Linked DNA regions of Mus musculus: region 1 is linked to region 2. A link is a contact called in public promoter capture Hi-C data. All regions are on one chromosome and are shown on one strand. The core of a region is the stretch at or near the end of the contact, and the rest is flanking DNA. Distances in the headings are between cores, read along the strand shown.

Region 1 (5,179 bases), core at 412-2,911, 3.1 Mb before region 2:
AAAATAAATACATTATTTTAGTAATGGGAGTGGGAGAAGAGGTTTAACTTTAAAGCTACTCCTAGCTGGAACTCAGGCTGTGTCTCATACCACAGATGCAATCCAAAAGATAAAAAGAACCAGGTCTAACCTAAAACATATTGGTCTGGGCCCCAACAAACTACTTCCTGTAATTATAAACTCTTGCACAAAGAAGGAAGACTAGTGAGTCAATCAGAAATCAAAGCCCTGAACTTCATTTCCAGCTCCTTAGTGGTTTGTTTGGTAGAAATAAAGAGACTGACGATGATTTCACGAATCACACAGTTTATTGCCACACAAAGGGGACTTTTGGCATTTGCTCACACTGAGTAAAGAGGGGGAAACAACATGAGCAAGCCTCACAGGGAACATGGTTCAGAAATGCGGCAGCACAACGGCATAGTGAGTGAGTTTTGAAATCATGAGTTCAGTTGCTCCATCAGAATCGAAGCAGGCCTCTGCTGAAAGTCCAGTGTAATTAAAGACTTGGTGTTCCTTTATAGAACTGGTTCTCAGGAGAAACTGGTTTGACCAATACAACAGAGATCTGTGAGGTGACCTGAGGCCCCTCAGATAAAAAGGATAATATAAGTCAGGCTTAGGGATGAGTTGAAGGTCTGTCACAGTATATGCCTGTGTGTGTATGTCTTCAGAATAGTGCCTAACAATGTATAGCTATGCATTAAGTCCATCACTTAAGTGTCCACTTCTTAGGTTTAAATACATTTTGATATTCAGTAGCTCATATATGAAGAGGTATTTTAAATGTCTTTTGATATTTGGTAACTCGGGTGTGATGTCTCCTCAGCGTTATGGAGAGATCTCCTGTGTTTATTCGGGTCTAGTCAGACTTCACATTCTTCAAAGGAAATACCTTTCAGGTTCGCTGGGGTTGATCTACCAGAGCATCTCAAATCTCAGCTCTACTCAAGATTTTACCGGAGCAGAGTTACCATACTTGCATTTAACTATGTTTAGTGTGTTCAGGATCTTTTAATGGTACACTGAAAGTATCCACCCACTGTGTTGTCGAAGGACTATCTATCAGCCACCATTTACCTCCAAACAAATCCTTTCCCCTTTTTCCCCCCTTTTGATTAATGTAGCACCTTCGTCTTCGTCCAAACAGAGGCACACATAAACTAAGGAGAAGGAAGAAAGGGCTCGAAGGCAACCATTGAGAAAAGAGCAACAAAGAATTTAATATATTACAGAGTTTGTAACAAAAGGCATCTGGACAACTTGACTTAGTGGTTTTTGTTGTTGTTTGCTTGTTTGTTTAAGTGGTTTAGGCAGCCAGGCTTTTGCCGCGTGCCTTGCACAGTCAACTCCACCCTCTGAGAAACTTTACACAACCGCAGTCCCACGCTGGCCGACCCGGAGCGCACAAACTTCCCCAGACTTGGGGACTCTGGCAGCAGGGTTGCACAACTCTCTGCAGCATCTGCAAGCTTCAGCTCGGCCGCCCACAGCCCTGCGGCACAGACCCTGGCGCCTGCGCACTCCTCACGCCCGCGGGCAGGGCCCCACCCCTTCCGTCGCCACGCCCCGGTCACGCCCCTCCAGGTGCGCGTGCGCCGCGGGTCCGCCCCCGCCGCGCTCGGCGGTCTCTCGCGAGCCGCCGCCGTCTCCTCAAAGCTGTGGGCCAGCCTGGAGTGAGTCGCCTCGTTCTGACTCGCGCTCTTCTTCCTCAGTAGCCCGGCCGGGCGGCCATGGCGGCGCGGCGGCGGCCCGCGGCCGGCGTGGGAGCCCGGGACGCACTCGCGGTGCTGGCGCTGGCCTTGTGTACTCCCGGGGTGGGCGGCGGGGCGCTCGAGTGGTACTCGGCCATGGTGAGCATCGAATACGTGGACCCGCAGTCGAACCTGACGGTGTGGAGCGTGTCGGAGAGCGGCCGCTTCGGAGAAAGCTCGCTCCGGGAGGAGAGGCAGGGCCTGGTGGGCGTCCCGCGCGCGCCCGCGCCCGCGGAGGGCTGCGCGCCCGACACGCGCTTCGTGGCGCCCGGCGCCCTCGGCAACGCGCCCTGGGTGGCGCTGGTGGCGCGAGGCGGCTGCACCTTCAAGGACAAGGTGCTGGCGGCGGCGCGGAGGAACGCCTCGGCCGTGGTGGTCTACAACCTGGAGAGCAACGGGAACGCCACCGAGCCCATGTCTCACGCGGGTGAGCAGGCCGGGCGCTGGGCCGCTGGCCGCGGCCGGGGCGAGCCTGGTGGTTCCCCGGGTGGTGTGGAGAGGGAAGTGCGTGCACACGCTGCAGGATCGGAGCTTCACCTCGGGAGGGTGAGAAAGCTGGGAAGGGCCCTCGGCCGGGGAGTAGCAAACACACCGGTGGCAGGTCCTACGGAGTTCAGTAACTCTACAGATTCCCGAACCCGGGTCGCTTCCTAAGGTCGGCTCACGGACTCCCAAAGTTGGTTGAGTGGAGAGTGTGTAGGAGTGGACGGCTGGCGCCGCCAGGCTCGCATTGTCTCTTCACCAACCTAAAGTGGCTACTCGATGTGGTTTCTTCCTCTCGATGAGGCGAATATGAGTGTTTTCAAAACCCTGGATCAAAAAACCTGGGTTTTCTTGCTGTAGTTTCTCTCTCGACGCATGTAGGGTGATCGCACTAGCTCCTGGTTTGGACAGTTTGAATTCAGATGAATTTTTTTTTTTAAACTGTTTTCATTGAAGGAAAGAAAGGCCTTGCTACCTCTGTCAGGAGGCCACCTCTAAACACGCTGTTCCAGGGGACAGACAAGGATGAGTTTGCAAAATGTCATCCTTGGGACAGAGTTCTCTCCGGGGACCCAGAATTTGATTGTGTTTCTCTTGTGCCTTCTAAGATCACATTAGCTTTAGGCATCACACGGTTGACTCATTCTGAATTTCCTGTGATTAGGGTTTTTAAGTTTCTGCTACTAGCTAAGACATCTTTCTTCCTGTACTGCATTTTTGTTCTCGTTCTGTTTTGGTGTGCATGCGACACAGAGCTTATAAAGACAGAAAAGTGACCTTGGGTTTAACCATTTTTTTTAACGCGGTTGGGAATGATGGCCATTTGATGACAAGGAAGTGAGCTACGAGTACAGATCAACTCTTTTTTTCTTGGTTGACTCCAGATTAGGAGAGAAATGGGTATAAATTGCAGAAGCATAGCAGGGTGAAGTAAGAGAAGGTAAGGAACACTTGAAATGGTGTGAAAGTAATCTGCTAGAATGGAGAAATGTCCAGAGAAGTCGGGTCTTTAAGAACTCAAGAGTTTGTTGGCTGTGGACCACGGTGGTGGGTGAGAATAGACCGATGTCCCTGCGGTGGTGTTGACTCAGGCAGTTAGTCCGCTGATTGCAAATCAGCCTAATTGTCACTGTCCACACACCATCTTTCCACAAGGCTCCTGAGAGATCCTAGCATCCCAGATATATGTTCCCAAGTTAAGTTCTGTCAGCGAAGATAGGCCGGTGTGACTCCTCGATGTTGGGTGTGTACATGTGTGGATGCACGCACATCTAATGTAGACCGTTTTCTTTTCAGTGACAAGCTCATTACCCTACAATTTTCTAACTCTACCCTTCTGCATTTTTTGATAATGACATTGACATCCTACCAAGCAGACACCTCTTGTTCTAAACATGGCTCAGCAATCTTTCTTGTTTATATTGTTGACATATAATTTATCTGGACCCAGGAAAACACCTCAATCATGTTGACTAGAATCTTCCTTTGGAGGGACACTTCCTTCCCCATTATTTGCCTTCTTTCTAGTTTTCTTAGGATAATAATAGTTGCCGTTTTTTGTTTTGTTTTATTTAAAGGGAGGATCATTACCTTTTGGAAAGTTCATGAAAGTACCCATGCAAGTGACTGAATCTTCCTGGAGTCCCTTTAAGTTAGATCCCTAAAGAAACATGCAAAAGCCTTTTAAAACTTGGTCCTTTATTACTTGGTGACCTACAGGATGTTTAGCTACATTCCTGCCTTCCCACATTCTAGAAGTTTTCCCCACACTTGTAACAATCAGAAATACCTTGAGATTTTGCCAGAACTACAGGGAGCAACAAAATTATCTAGCATTTTGAACCACTGGCCAAAGGAAAATTAATTTGGTAGCAGTGTGACTGATAAACAGGAAAAACTAGAAATAAAGTTAGACCCTTGATCTTCAGCTGTAGACACTGCAAAGATGGGGAAGTTAGCTCTCATAGAACTTAGTCCATTTGGGTACCAGGTATTGATAATCTGGCACTTGAGAAGAATTAAGATGGGAGAAGCCAGCTTTGACAGACCTTATTTAAATTTGATTGAATATCATTTTTTAGAGCCACTGAGGCTGTTTAGACTTAGATTGGTTTCCTCCGTTTAGTCAAAATGTAGCTGAAGCCTGGAAACCCCACTGATTGAGCTGTTCTTAGTGCTTCTGTGTAACACTGGATTTCTATGAAACAGGTAGAAGTGTGCTTCTAAAATTGAATACTGATAACTTTCCTATGTTGTAGGGAATAGTTTTCCAGTTCTTCTGAAACTCATTGCTTCTCTTACTGGAATCTAGCACTACATAGCTTTAAAATTTTAAGTCATTATTGAAATGGAGGATTTTAAAGAATCAGTACTTTAAGATCACACTCTCAGAACAGCAGTAAGGACTTACTTTCTAACTTTAATACCTTACATTCTAACTTTAGCAGACCCTTTGGGCCAAGCATTGTACCTGCTTGTTGGAAATACCTAAGTGTCTGCCTGTGTTGGGTTTATGGTCTGTCAGTAATGATAAACATAACTTCACAGGCCGGAAAAGTTTATACTGAACTGAACTATAGGCACAGGTGCTTAGAAAGCCTATCGAGCGGCTGGGTGTTGGTACCCAAGATAAGTTGTAGAAATTATCTTGACCAAGATAGGGGAAAGCAGATAAAGGCCAAGTCATTAAGGTCGTAGAGTTGGACTTACTGTAGTTCTTGGAGGTTAATAAGTAACATGCTCCTCCAGCTGAAGTTTTTCGCCATGACGTTTTAGGTATGACATTTTACATCCTTGAATCTTACTTACTATGTGCTAAACAATTGGCAGAAGGTTGGAGAAAGGGCTTGAATTGCATCAAGTCAAAGGGCGTTACAGAGATACAGAAGAGTATCTTAGCCAGCCCATTAATCCGCTTACCTGAATGGTCCTGCAGACATTTA
Region 2 (5,356 bases), core at 2,080-4,579:
GAAGTAGGCAGGGCTGGCTCCCACTCTGTGAGAAGTGACAACAGCCCAGACACTATACTACCTACTCACTCCCTAGAAAGAGTCTGCAAGACCAAGATCTAGGATAAAGCCAGGACACACCTGAGAGGCCAGACACAATCAGAGCTGCCCACTTAAGCCTCCTGTTCACTTATTCATGATCTATATACAGGTCTCCTGCACAGACAAGGGAGACTGGGAATGCAGGGTGCCCGTCAAGAGCCTGGCACACGCTGAGTTCAATACAAGAGCAGCGAGCTCATCACATCAGAGAGCTGCCTCTTGCAGTGGCTGTCCAAGAAATCACTGACAGGCCCTGGGGCCTGAGACCCACTTCAGGGGGGCTTGCTCCATTTGCTACACCCTATCATGCAGCCCAATCCAGCCAGAGCCCTGGTGCACATCCACCCTCCACTCCAAGGAAGCACGTCTGGTGCGCAGGAGCACCCATGCTCTGCAAAGCAGCCCAAGGAGGAGCATGGAGTGTTATAGAGGAGCCTATACCTTGTTTTTGTTTCAAGACTGTGTAGCCCTGGGTGTTCGTGCACTCAGACATCCGCCTGCTTCTGCTTTCCTAAGTGCTGGGACTGAATGTATGTGCCACCTGTCCCCTAGGGGTCCACATTTAAATATGTGGAGCGGCTCATAGTTTTTACTTTCAACTTTAGATGTTCACATGTATTTGCTCTTGCAGAAGACCTGGGTTTTGTTGCCAGCACCCATACGGTGCCTCACAACCATTTGTAACTCCAGTTCTGGGGGATCCGAAGCCCTCTTCTGACTGTCTCAGGCACCAGACACACACACCGTGTACATAAACACATGCAGGCAAAACACTCACACACAGAAAATAAGTACATCTTAAAAAACAAAAAAGGGCTGATCGCCAGGCCGTGGTGGCGCCGCCTTTAATCCCAGCACTCGGGAGGCAGAGGCAGGCAGATTTCTGAGTTTGAGGCCAGCCTGGTCTACAGAGTGAGGTCCTGGACAGCCAGGGCTACACAGAGAAACACTGTTTCAAACAAACAAACAAAACAAAACAAACAAACAAAACAAAAAAATAGGGGTTGCTCAAAAAGAATGAAAGGAGACATTAAGGTAAAAAAGGGGAGAATGGAGATGGGGTTAGGGAAGAGCAGGTAGCTGACATGCACTGAAAAACAATTTAAATGAAAGAGAGGAAGCAAGAGCACCAGAGGATGCAGGGTTCAGTTCCCAGGACCAGCAGGGTGGCTGGCTGTAATTCCAGTCTCAAGGAACCTAGCGCCTTCTTCTGGCTTCCATAGGCACTGCATGCATGAGGAACAACACAGGCACTCATAAACATAACAATAAAAATCTCAAAAAAAAAAAAAATTAAGAGGGAGAAAAAAGCCAGGAAGGAAAATTAAGTCATTATTCATGAGTTGCTTCCGATGACATTAAAATGGAAGTTCTCTCAGTACCCACAGTAAGTATTATGAGTCCTTTCTAATCCCACAATCTGAAAGGGCCAGGAACCATTACAGGTCCAGCTAATTTAATGCTAAAAAGGCAAAGACAACAGTTTCCAGTTACCTAACCCTCTTGACATCATTTTAGTTACTATCCAAGAATCTGGGGCAACTAGGAAGCCCAAGTGCACAATACAGCCCAGGAGAAGGAAACCTCTGGGATTAGAGCCAAGTAGGCATGCTTGCTGCCTGCCAATGGATCTTTTTATTCATTCATTTACTTTTGAGACAGAATCTTTAGTCCAGGCCGGCTTCCATCCTTCTAAGTAGGTAGGCCACTGCTTGGGTTTATGTGGTACTGGGTAATGGTCAGGGCTTCATGTATGTTAGGCAAGCACTGAGCTACATCCCCAACTTTTTTAAAATTTTCTATTTAACAAACAGGGTAACCACCTTCCGATCCTCCCGCATCAGACTCCCATAGCACTTCCTTCCGCTTCTAAAAGGTGGGTCTTTAAATATTTCCAAAGGTCATTCGCAGGTACAAGGCCATCACTTTCTGGGGCCTTTCTAACAGGGGCGTCCCCTTACCTCGCTTGAACTCCTCCAGGACAGCGTCCAGTTTGGTATCGTTGAAGACAAAGTGGAGTGGATGGTTGTAGAAGCGGGTGATGGTGCTGAGCGGTGTGCAGTCCTCGGGCTCAACGATAGCCAAGTCTTTGAGGTAGAGCATGTCCACGATGTTGGAGCGCTCCTCCTCGTACACTGGGATGCGCGTGTGGCCGCTCTGCATGATGCTGGCGAGGACGCTGAAGTCTAGGACAGTGCCGGAGTCCAGCATAAAGCAGTCTTCGAGCGGCGTGAGCACGTCCTCCACGGTCCGGGAGCGCAGCACTCCCTTGCTGAGGTCGCTGTAGGGGTCGCCGCCGCCGCGCGCCAGCTCCAGCACGCGCTCCCGCAGACGCCCCGGCCGCGCTGCCAGCTCCAGCAGCTGCCCGACCGGCAGCGCCACGGGCAAGGTGAGCAGCACCGCCAGGCGGCTGAGGCCCAACGCGCGCGGCGCCAGCGCCAGCGCCCAGCGTCCGCTCACGGCGGCCGGCAGCACCTCACCCACCAGGAACACCAGCCCCGCGCAACCCAGCACGGCGGGCACGGCGCGCTGGCCCGCCGCCCCGTACAGCAGCACGGCCAGTGCCGCCTGCGCCAGGCTGGCCAGAAGCAGCAGCGCGCCCAGGGCGCAGCCGGCCCAGCGCCGCGCGGGTTCCAGGCGCCGCGCCGCCGCGCGCTCCGCCTCCGAGCCGCTCTCGCGCAGCACCTGCACCTCGGCCGGCGCCAGCGCCAGCGCGCTCAGCTGCAGGCCGCGCGCCACCGCCGCCAGGGCCAGCAGCCCGGCCGCCCCCAGCCCCAGCGCCCAGGGCGGCGCCGCCTCCTCCGCGGCCCCACCACCCGGCTCCACGCGCACCGCCAGCAGCGCGGAGCGCGGGTGGCCGGCCTCGGCGCGCAGGCGCAGCAGCGCGCGCCACTCGCCCGTCGGGGCGGCCGCCTCCTCGGGCTCCGTGGCCCGTCCGCCCTCCGGGCAGCCTGCGCCCTCGGCGGCTACCCAGGTCCAGGAGCTGTTGGCCAAGCCGGAGCAGAAGAGTCGCAAGCACAAAGTGGCCTCTGGCGCTGCCCTTCCGCGCAGGGAGCCCGCGCCCGGTGCGCTGTCCTCTTCCGTGCAGAAGTTCAGCAGTCCCGCGCCCGGCGCCGGCGCCGCCTCCCCTGCGGTGCTGCCCAGACAGAACGCGGCAAGCACCCAGCCCAACCAACCCACCACAGCCGCAGCAGCCGCCGCCATGGCCTGCTACCCCTTCTGGGCCTCGGGCGCAGCCTACCCCACTCACCCGCGCCTCTGTTGTTGCAGCCAATCGGCGCGGGCCTCCGCGTCACTTTGACCAATAAGCGGCTGGCGGGGGCGGGCTCTGGGGAGAACTAGGCTGCGCCGGGGAGTAAACAAGCGGCGCGGGGCGGGGCGAGCCGGAGGGGCGTGGGGCTCCGCAGGCAAGGGAGGACGCGGGGCGGCTGTCTGGGACGGCCTCGGAGTTCCCGGCGCGTGTGGACGAGCAAAGGAAGGTCATTAACCCTCTGGCCAGCAAGGCTAAGGGCTGAATAAGAACCAGGGACTGGGCACAGGGAAACCTGGAGTCGTTTGTTTAAAACATTTTCTTATCATTTGTATTTGTATGTGGGTTTGCGCTTGCGAGGGCAGTGCTTTGGGCAGACGCAAGAGGGCGTCGAATTCCCCCTGGAGCTGGAGTTCCAAGCTAATGGGAAGCTGTGCTGGGAACTGAACTCTGGTCCTCAGCACACATTCTTAACCTCACCCAGCTCTATTGGTTTGTTTTAAAGCTAAAGTCTCTTAGCTTTGCGTTGGGCTCTGTGGATATCAAGACAGACACCTGCTTTTGAGGAAGATGCCTTGATAGGAAGGTCCATAGTAAATACTCAAACCCAGAAAAATCTGTTTCCTTGAATCTTCACACTTGTTTCATGTAATTAAGCTTACAATAAAACGATGTTTAGAGACTGATTCTGTGTGCCTTTGGTTTCTGACATGCACCTGACATTCGGGTCATTCAGCCATGCAGGGAGATAGCAGCTGTCAGGAATTTCCATACATGCTAGCTTCACAACCACAGTTTATTCTGATTCCTCGGGTTGAGAAAGCTGTTTGAGAGGGTTCTTTTTGTCCTTATTTTGGAAGACACCTGCATGATCAGATGGAGCATTCTTCGTTCATTGTATGTGGTCTTTATGGGATTAGCTTCTCTATGGGTATCCCTGTTTTTTGCATTTTTCTCTCTACTTTCTCCCTAAATGTACTAAGACATGTACACATCTTATACATATGTTTTGTTTTGTTTTGTGTCTGTGTGGGCCCAAGTGTATGTATGTGTGTTGTGTATGCAGGTGCCGAAGGAGGCTAGAAGAGGGCACTACATCCCCTGGAACTAGAGTTGACATTTGTGAGCCACCATGTTGGTTCTGGGAACCAGGCCTTCTGCAAGAGTGGTAAGTGCTCTTAACCACTGAGTCCATCTCTCCAGCCTCTTGAATTTTTTTTCTAAAATGGATTCTGTAGACATAACTGAAACAGTCCCACATGGCATATGTGCATACACGCAAACATACACATACAAACATCAATTTTTTTTTTGAGACAGTGTTTCTCTGTGTAGCCCTGGCTGTCCTGGAACTCTGTAGACCAGGCTGGCCTCGAACTCAGAAATCCACCTGCCTCTGCCTCCCAAGTGCTGGGATTAAAGACATGTGCCACTACTGCCTGGCCAAACATCAATTTTAAAATAACAATAAAAAAATGTAACAAAGCAAACACCTCATAAATGGGGGCAAGGTATGATCTCCCTGGCTAGCTTGTGCATCTTAGCTCCATGTGCTCTTCATTTGCTCGTGTGACAAGCATTTCCTACACTGAGTGTGTGCGGGACAGGTAACTTCCCAAAGGCTGGAACTCTGGCAGGGACAACAGCTTCCACCCTCGTGGTGCTCAGAACCAGTGCTGGGATCCCAGGAAACATTTTAAGACCCGGTTGGAAGTGTTATAAGGAGAGGACGAGGAAACATTGGGGAGATGATGCTAACGGAGATGTAGGTAATCAAGGAGGGAACATTTGAACAGAGGTTGATATGAGGGGCAAGCCTTATAAGGTCTGGGAAGAAAGGTCCCAGAGAGAAGTGACAGGAGGGGCGAAGGCCTGGGACAATGATCTCTTCCCCACAAAGCTAGAGCAGCTGGTATGTCGCAGGGGTTCAGCACCAAACACACTTGTGATGGACAACAGACCGCTCCAACTTTATCCCATCTCTGTATACACGGCTCCAACTTCATCCCATCCCTGTATACACAT

The links. Promoter capture Hi-C pulls out the DNA fragments that hold promoters and counts their contacts.
Region 1: a contact with region 2 is called in a promoter capture Hi-C map of second pharyngeal arch cranial neural crest. The contact joins the promoter of Rnf149 here to the promoter of Cnnm3 in region 2.

The regions. Positions count from the first base shown.
Region 1 is chr1:39,573,829-39,579,007 of GRCm38.p6, reverse strand. Rnf149 (ring finger protein 149) reads left to right here and starts at 1,661. Exons shown (of 7, transcript NM_001033135.3): 1 at 1,661-2,181. The coding sequence starts at 1,734. It overlaps LOC115485772 (a small nucleolar RNA gene), which reads left to right and starts at 5,133; the gene lies at 5,133-5,179.
Region 2 is chr1:36,509,840-36,515,195 of GRCm38.p6, reverse strand. Cnnm3 (cyclin M3) reads right to left here and starts at 3,329. Exons shown (of 8, transcript NM_053186.3): 1 at 2,043-3,329. The coding sequence starts at 3,285.